Linked DNA regions of Zea mays: region 1 is linked to region 2. Evidence: chromatin contacts called from public Hi-C data. All regions are on one chromosome and are shown on one strand. Each heading gives the region's core, a stretch centred on a gene start, on an enhancer-like site or on the middle of the called end of the contact. The rest is flanking DNA. Distances are from core to core; before and after follow the strand shown.

The links. Hi-C and Micro-C count contacts between places; a contact is called where the count stands out from the background.
Region 1: a Hi-C map of tassel shows a contact between it and region 2, with 3 times the contacts expected there. The contact joins the promoter of LOC100281087 here to the promoter of LOC100304377 in region 2. A contact is called at or near these places in 3 of 25 Hi-C or Micro-C datasets (bundle sheath, endosperm and tassel).

Annotation. Positions count from the first base shown.
Region 1 is chr5:198,233,100-198,236,748 of Zm-B73-REFERENCE-NAM-5.0, reverse strand. It overlaps LOC100281087 (dehydrin COR410), which reads left to right and starts at 2,313. Exons shown (of 2, transcript NM_001370707.1): 1 at 2,313-2,707; 2 at 2,837-3,649. The coding sequence starts at 2,414. The coding sequence ends at 3,415.
Region 2 is chr5:198,017,183-198,020,767 of Zm-B73-REFERENCE-NAM-5.0, reverse strand. LOC100304377 (Mechanosensitive ion channel protein 6) reads right to left here and starts at 1,445. Exons shown (of 5, transcript NM_001165815.1): 1 at 1-1,445. The coding sequence starts at 1,392.

The sequences.
Region 1 (3,649 bases), core at 1,064-3,563, 220 kb before region 2:
TGTCCCTCCATCAGGCTCCGCCGCACCTCCAACAGCCACGACATCACACCAGCAGGGTGCCCAGATCTCTCCGGCTGCCACATTGGCATGTACCTAGGGCGCTAGCTCTCCCTCCGCTAGACACGTAGCACTCTGCTACATCCCATTGTACACCTGGATCCTCTCCTTACGACTATAAAAGGAAGGACCAGGGCCTTCTCAGAGGAGGTTGGCCGCGCGGGACCGAGGACGGGACAGGCACTCTCTTGGGGCCGCTCGCTTCCCTCACCCGCGTGGACGCTTGTAACCCCCCTACTGCAAGCGCACCTGACCTGGGCGCGGGACGAACACGAAGGCCGCGGGACTTCCACCTCTCTCACGCTCGGCTCCGGCCGCCTCGCCTCTCCCCCCTTCGCGCTCGCCCACGCGCTCGACCCATCTGGGCTGGGGCACGCAGCACACTCACTCGTCGGCTTAGGGACCCCCTGTCTCGAAACGCCGACAAGTAGCAAAACTAGACCTACACGGGGAGCTCTAATCTCTATGTTTTCCATAGTGTTTTTAATTGTGAAATTAATTATTTTTAAAGTTAATTATTTGATAACAATGTGCATTATAGTACTATAAACATTCCAGTACTTTTTAGAAGTTTTTGAAGTATAAAAGCCAAATAACTCTGTTGAAGTGTATAGGAGGAGCTGAACATAGGACAATGAGTGGAGAGGAGATGAAATAGAGGGAAGAAGGAGGTATTTAAATATGTATAGAAAGTATAAATAGAGGATTTGAGAGGGGAAATAGATTGAAGTTAGCCTTTGTTTGCAGTAGGGCCAAATCCACTTATCAGCCCATCCCCATCCCCAGACTCAGCCCCAGCCCGGCTTTGGGCTTTGGCTAGGTAGTGCCGCCCCGCGACGAGATCCTCTGCCAGTAACTTCGTAGGACGTAGCACCCGATGACCCGAAGTCGCTGCGCGTGGGGGCGAGCGTGGGCCCGCGAGCAGTGACCCCGCCGCGGTTCTACTTCCCCAGACCCCAGACATACTGCAGAGGACTTGTTTTCTCATGACGGATCAGTGCCCGGACCCACATGTCAACGTCGAAGCTTCTAGACCTCTCCTGTCGTCCGAGTCATGCAACCCCCGTGCATCGCAATCACTCTCGTGCCCGCGTCGCGTCGCCCATCGGCAACTTGCAAAATCTGGCAACGCAAGGTGTACACTGTACGCACAGTACATCTTCTGATAGAGAGCCAAAGAGGTGAGAACATCCGGGTATGAATGACGCCCGGGTACCCCAATTGAAGTCTGACGAATCCAAAGCGAACACAAACGCTTACCTTTTTTTATATAAACCAAAGTACTTAATGAAATTATTTTGCACAATCTCATATTGGATCACCGACCGTATGCGTTGACTTTATTTGAGATATTGTTTGGTTACTTGTATGTAGGAGTCATAGTCTGTATAAGTGGATACAAAATAAACTATTTTGATGCCATTAATCTATATCCAGCTATACGTTTAAAATTATCGTATTTAACTGAATAGAACGGTGTCAGTCTGCGCATATACGGGGAGCCATCCAATCAAGCTGTAGTTTATTGGAAACTGATGGTCGGCGCGGGCGGCAGAGCTGCAGGTGGATGGGGGGAGTGGAGCAGAGCAGCAGATAACTTTTACAAATATATATTTATAAATAATATTTCTTATATTATTTATAAATGATTCATCTCTAACCGTCTGTGAATGGTTCATATATATGCGTTATTTTTCACTTTAACTCTGCCTTCGTTTACGTCCTAGGCAAAACAGAAACCACGCCGGCCGACCCGGCCTGCCCACATGGCGCCGACCTCTCCCGACGCCGTCCACCTAGGGGTGGTAATGGATTGTGATCCAAATAGTTCTTCACAAAATGTCAAGGCCCTAAATAAATTATAGTTTAAAAATGACTAGAAATAAAGCCCGATCCTAACCCGCTTCGATCCTTAAATCTTATAGTGCAAAAATTATAGCCCATTGTCAGCCCTACGTCCACCCCAGTGATACCGCACCTCGACTCCTCGAGGCATCGCCACATGCCCACGTCCGATCCGGGCCGCCCCACGCGCGGGGTGCGACACGCGTCGTGGCGCGACTGGCCACCAGGACATGTCCTCGTCGGCCAACCGACAGTCCGTTTCCCGCCCGCGGCTGATCTGTCCCCTCCTCGCGTCGCGTAGCCTACGCGTACACGAAAACGAACGTGACACCTTTCGGTGGCCTAGCTTGCTGATGCTCTATATAAGGACGCCTCCGGGCTCGATACCTCTCCATCCCTAATTAAGCCAAAAGGCACTGAAGAAGCCAGTCAATAGCGAGTTCTACTACTAGTAGCTAGCCTGCTGATCTGTTCTGTTGTTTAGTTCGCAAAGCCTTCTGTTTCGGCGACCATGGAGGATGAGAGGAACACCCAGCAGCACCAGGGCGGTGAGGCCCAGCAGGACGCCGCCGATCAGGTGGACGTGAAGGATAGGGGGCTCCTGGACAGCCTTCTCGGCAGGAAGAAGCACGACGACGACCAGGAGAAGAAGAAGCAGACGGATGAGCTGGCGACCGGCATGGAGAAGGTCACGGTGTCCGAGCCCGAGAAGCACGGGCACAAGGAGGAGGAGCACGAGGTCGTCGGCGAGAAGAAGGAGGGCCTTCTCGCCAAGCTGCACCGCACCAGTTCCAGCTCCAGCTCGGTACGTTCATATATAAACATGGTCTGCTGATATTCGGATCAGTAAAACGGCTTGTTATACGCAGTACGTCTATATATTTGACACGATCGAGAGTCACGATTATCTGACCACGATCGTGCGCGCATGCAGTCGAGCGACGAGGAAGAGGAGGCGATCGATGAGAACGGCGAGATTATCAAGAGGAAGAAGAAGAAGATGGGCCTCAAGGAGAAGCTCAAGGAGAAGCTGCCGGGCCACAAGGACGGCCACCACACGGCCGCACCGTCCCCGGCGCCCGCGCCCGTGGAGACGCATGCCCACCACCAGGAGGAAGCGCACAGGCCGCACGTCGTCCCGACCCCGGCCCCGCCGCCTCCACCGCACGTCCACCAGCACGACCACGGCGTCGTCGTCCAGGACGACGTGAAGACCGGGACCCCGCCGCATGCACCGGAGGAGGAGAAGAAAGGCCTGCTGGACAAGATCAAGGAGAAGCTCCCCGGTGGCCACAACAAGAAGCCTGAAGCCGCTGCCGCTGCCGCACCGGCTCCGCCCGTCCACGCGCCGGCGCCGGCGCCGCAGGCGGAGAACGTGAGCAGCCCGGATGGCAAGGAGAAGAAGGGCTTGCTGGGCAAGATCATGGACAAGATACCCGGCTACCACAAGAGCTCAGCTGAGGAAGCAGACCACAAGGCGGACGCCGCCGGCGAGCACAGGACCAGCTCCTAAGGTCGCAGTCGCAGCGCGTGTCCTGGCCGTGGCCGGGCCTTGGGCGATCAGAAGGTAGCTAGCGTTGGCATGTGGGTTCGGTTCTGGTTTGCTTTTACCAAAAGTTTGTTTCAAGGTGGATCGCCTGGTCAAGGTCCGTGTGCTTTTTAAGGTGGATCGCGTGACTGGCAGTGAGTGTTGCTGCTTGTGTAGGACGTGGTACGTACGGGTTTTATTTTGGTTCCAAGTCAAAAG
Region 2 (3,585 bases), core at 196-2,695:
CTGGACGTTCTTGTCGAACAAGAAGTGCCACGAGGCGAGCACCAGGCCGAGCCAGAGAGCGTTCTGCACGGCGCTGCGCACGCCATACACGAAGTAGAGCACGCGCTTCCTCAGCAAGAAGTTGCGTTCGACACCGAAGACGGCAAGCCTGATGACCCATCCGGAGACGAGACGGCCACAGATGAGCACGAACACGAGGAGCTCCCACTTCCAGAGGTGCAGACCCAGCACTTTCTTCGTGGACAAGATCTTTATGCTGAGACTGCATGCCAAGGCCGCGACGATGAGGAACAAGCCGAGCCACTGCAAGACGGTCAAAGCGTCAAACTTCCCACGCTTGAAGTCATCGGGGATGTCCTCGTCCACGAACGGGTCGTCCTCGTCGTCGTCCATGGGACCTGACTTGCCACCAACGGGGCCGGACTTGTTGCCGTGCATAAGCCCGGAGAAGAGGCGACCGGACTTGGTAGGTGTCCGCAAGCCTGAAGATTTCCGCTCCTCGTCGATGACAGGAGACGCGGCAGGTACCGATGCCGGCGCCGGTGCCGGTGCCGGCGCGGGCTGCGACTGCGGCGGCGGGTCCATTAGCCGGGAGCGCGTCTTGACTCGCAGCAACGGCCCCGTTCCCGCTGCGGTAGACGAGGACGTGCACCGGACGACCTCGCCGTCGTCGCCGCGGCGCTTCCGGCCGTCGTCGGTGTCAGAGTCGGAGGAACAGGACGAGGTGGAGTGACTCTTCTGGGGTTCCTGGAACGACACGCGGCCGTCCCTCTCGAGCGAGCTGGAGAAGGACGGGTGCGAGCGCAGCTGCGCCGTCCTGCCGAGCTCCTCCATCTCCAGGTCGAGGTCGAGCGACACCTCGCCGCCGGACGCCGCCTGCCTCCGGAGGAAGCTGCCGATGAGCCGCGTGGGAGGGTCCACGCCGCCCCCCTCCGGCCGCGGCGGCTGCGTCGGCGACATCGAAGGGGACGACGACTGCGGCGCCTGCGGCGGCGGGCGGTTCTTGAAGCTGAACGCCTCGGTGGCGGCGGCGCCGGCGCCGCCACCATCGTTGTTCCAGAACTCGTAGCTCCCCTCCCGCCACACCTTGGGCGGCGACCGAGGCGAGTTCGCCTCGCTCGACCTCGGCCTGCTCTCGGCCGGCGTCGTGGTCGCCGTGGAGTGCGTGCTGGAGGTCGCATTCCCCGCCTTTCCCCCGCCACCTGCGTCCGCGCCGTGGAAGGAAAACGGCGCGTGCCCGTTCCCGTTCCCATCGACCTTCACGACGACTTCCCGGCGGTCGGAAAGCATCGGTTGCTCCTCCGGCGATCCCAGCGTCCCCGACCCCGGCCGCGAGGAAGCCTTGCCGGACCCGTGCGACCGCAGGCCGCTCTTGCTTCGCGCCTGGTCCATGGCTTCGCCGCCGGCGACCCCAGACACTCCCCGAAGATCGATGGGCACCGCAGCCACTCCGCTCGACGGCTCGACCCCCTCTCCGCTCCTGGTATACTTGGTGGCAGTGATGACTTGGTTGTGGGCTGGATTAATAGCGCGTCGCCGGTTTACGCTGGCGGTGCTGCTCGCGGGACGGCGGGGCGGAAAGTTCCGGAACAACGTGGAGCAGCCGCATGCCTCCAACGCTCGTCTGCCTTTATGCCTGTCCTCCTGCCTCGCATTGATCCGGGCGCCGGGGCCGTGTGGTCAGCGTGTGTCGTGGGGGCGCGCGCACTGGCGCCTGCTGCGACCGAGCGCCGCGCCGCCCGCACAGTCCACAGAGCACGGGTTGGGTAGCCACGTCGCGTACGTGGCATGGCATGGCAGGGGTTCGGTGCAAGGCTGCGATTAGAGAAATGGGCCTGGGCGTTAGTGGGAATCAAAAAGATATGGGAGGGTGGTTTGGGCGTGAGCGTGCCGCCGTGCGCGAGACTGGCGGCGTGGAAGCGGGGAATGCGTGTCCCCAGTTAGCGAGTGACACTCAGAGCATCTCCAAGAGACTCTTTATTTTTGACTCTTTATTTGACTTTTTATTTGTCTCTCCATAAATATTAAACTCTATATATAACATTTCATTCCAACAGACTCTCCAAAATGCAATTTAGCTTGACTAGCGAGAGTTGCTAGCCAAATTTTAGCTAGTGAGAGAGTTAATTTAAAGAGCCAGATAGCTTAGCAAGTTAAATAGCTACTCTGTTGGAGAGCTATTATGCTATTAAGTAGCTAAAATTTAGCTTGACAATATATTTAGATAGTCTCTTGGAGATGCTCTCAAGTGTCGTTAACGAGGGAGGTTGCGTTGCGTCCATAAAAAAAATCAACGGTGGTGAAAGAACAAGACAGTCGTTGTGGTGGATCCGCATTCTGCACTACTATTTGGTGAAGAACATGACAGTCGCCGATCATGTTCTGAGTACCCGGGCAAAAGAGAGCGAGACGGTTTACTTAGACGGCGTGGTGGTGCACCGGTATAGTCGAAAGTGGAAACCCACGCGCATCATGTGACATCTGATTTCGGGCTTCGTGTGTGTGTGTGTGACGATGGTGTCGAACGTCAAAGCCCGGCTGTGTGACACGGTAGTACGTGCACCGCTGGCGGCACGTCCGTTTCTCGGCCTCTGTCACGGTCTGGCGACCTCACTGGTCATGAATCATTCACAGTATTCATACGGTGGCGTGAGAAGGGGGGGTTGGGCTGCGCTACTGCTTGAGTAGCACGCGGTGGTGAGCCCTTTGTTTTGTCTGGCTCTGGCCAGAAACGGACGAGAAATAAACGGTGTAATATCCACTGGACATCTAGCTAGTAGTCCGTATCGCGCGTGTCCTGATTAGACATGAACAGATAAGTGGCAGCGTGATGGAAGCATGGGAACAGGTGACGAGGACCCTTCGTATTTGGATGCGACGCGACGTGTAGAAGAAATCGAATCTGGACTAGACTATGCAACACATATTATTACTAGTTTACTACACACAGCGCAGGACAGGCGTCCGCGGCCACCGTAACTCCCGCATCATGTGTCCCCCTCGCCCTTTCTGACGCATTCGGTCCAGCCAGCGATAAGGTTCCGTGTTCTTCTTCTTATCTTCGCCCGGGTCCATGCATGTGATACCGGTAAAAAGAAAATGCCTTCTTCACCTCTCCCCACACGACGGATGCTCGCTTCCGCTACGTGTACGGACGAGACCTCGCGACTACGACAGTGGGCCGGGATCATATGCGCAAGAGCCGTCCATACGCATGCGCTACGCCGTTCCTGTTGTGCCAGTTAAAACGCGCACACAGCCTGCGCTGTCCGTAAAGCGCCGCCGGAGAGAGGCCTGGGGTGGGGCCTGGCCCGTTTCATACATACACCAGCCTTGTTGTGTTGTCCCTTCTTCTTTTTCCGCAACTGCGCGCGGCTGGGCGGGACAGTTGTATACTTGTTGCGACTTGCGACAGTGTCCGGCCGTGTCCCGGTGCAAATTCTAGAGGTTTTTTTTTGTTTTCATGTGGCGTCCTCTTCGCTTGATGGGGACGTGCCCATGCATCACGCGTCATGCCCCCTTCGCTCCTATCAATTTCAGAGAGGATGGGAAGGCGTCTCGTACGTTTGAGGTTTTCGGTCGTCG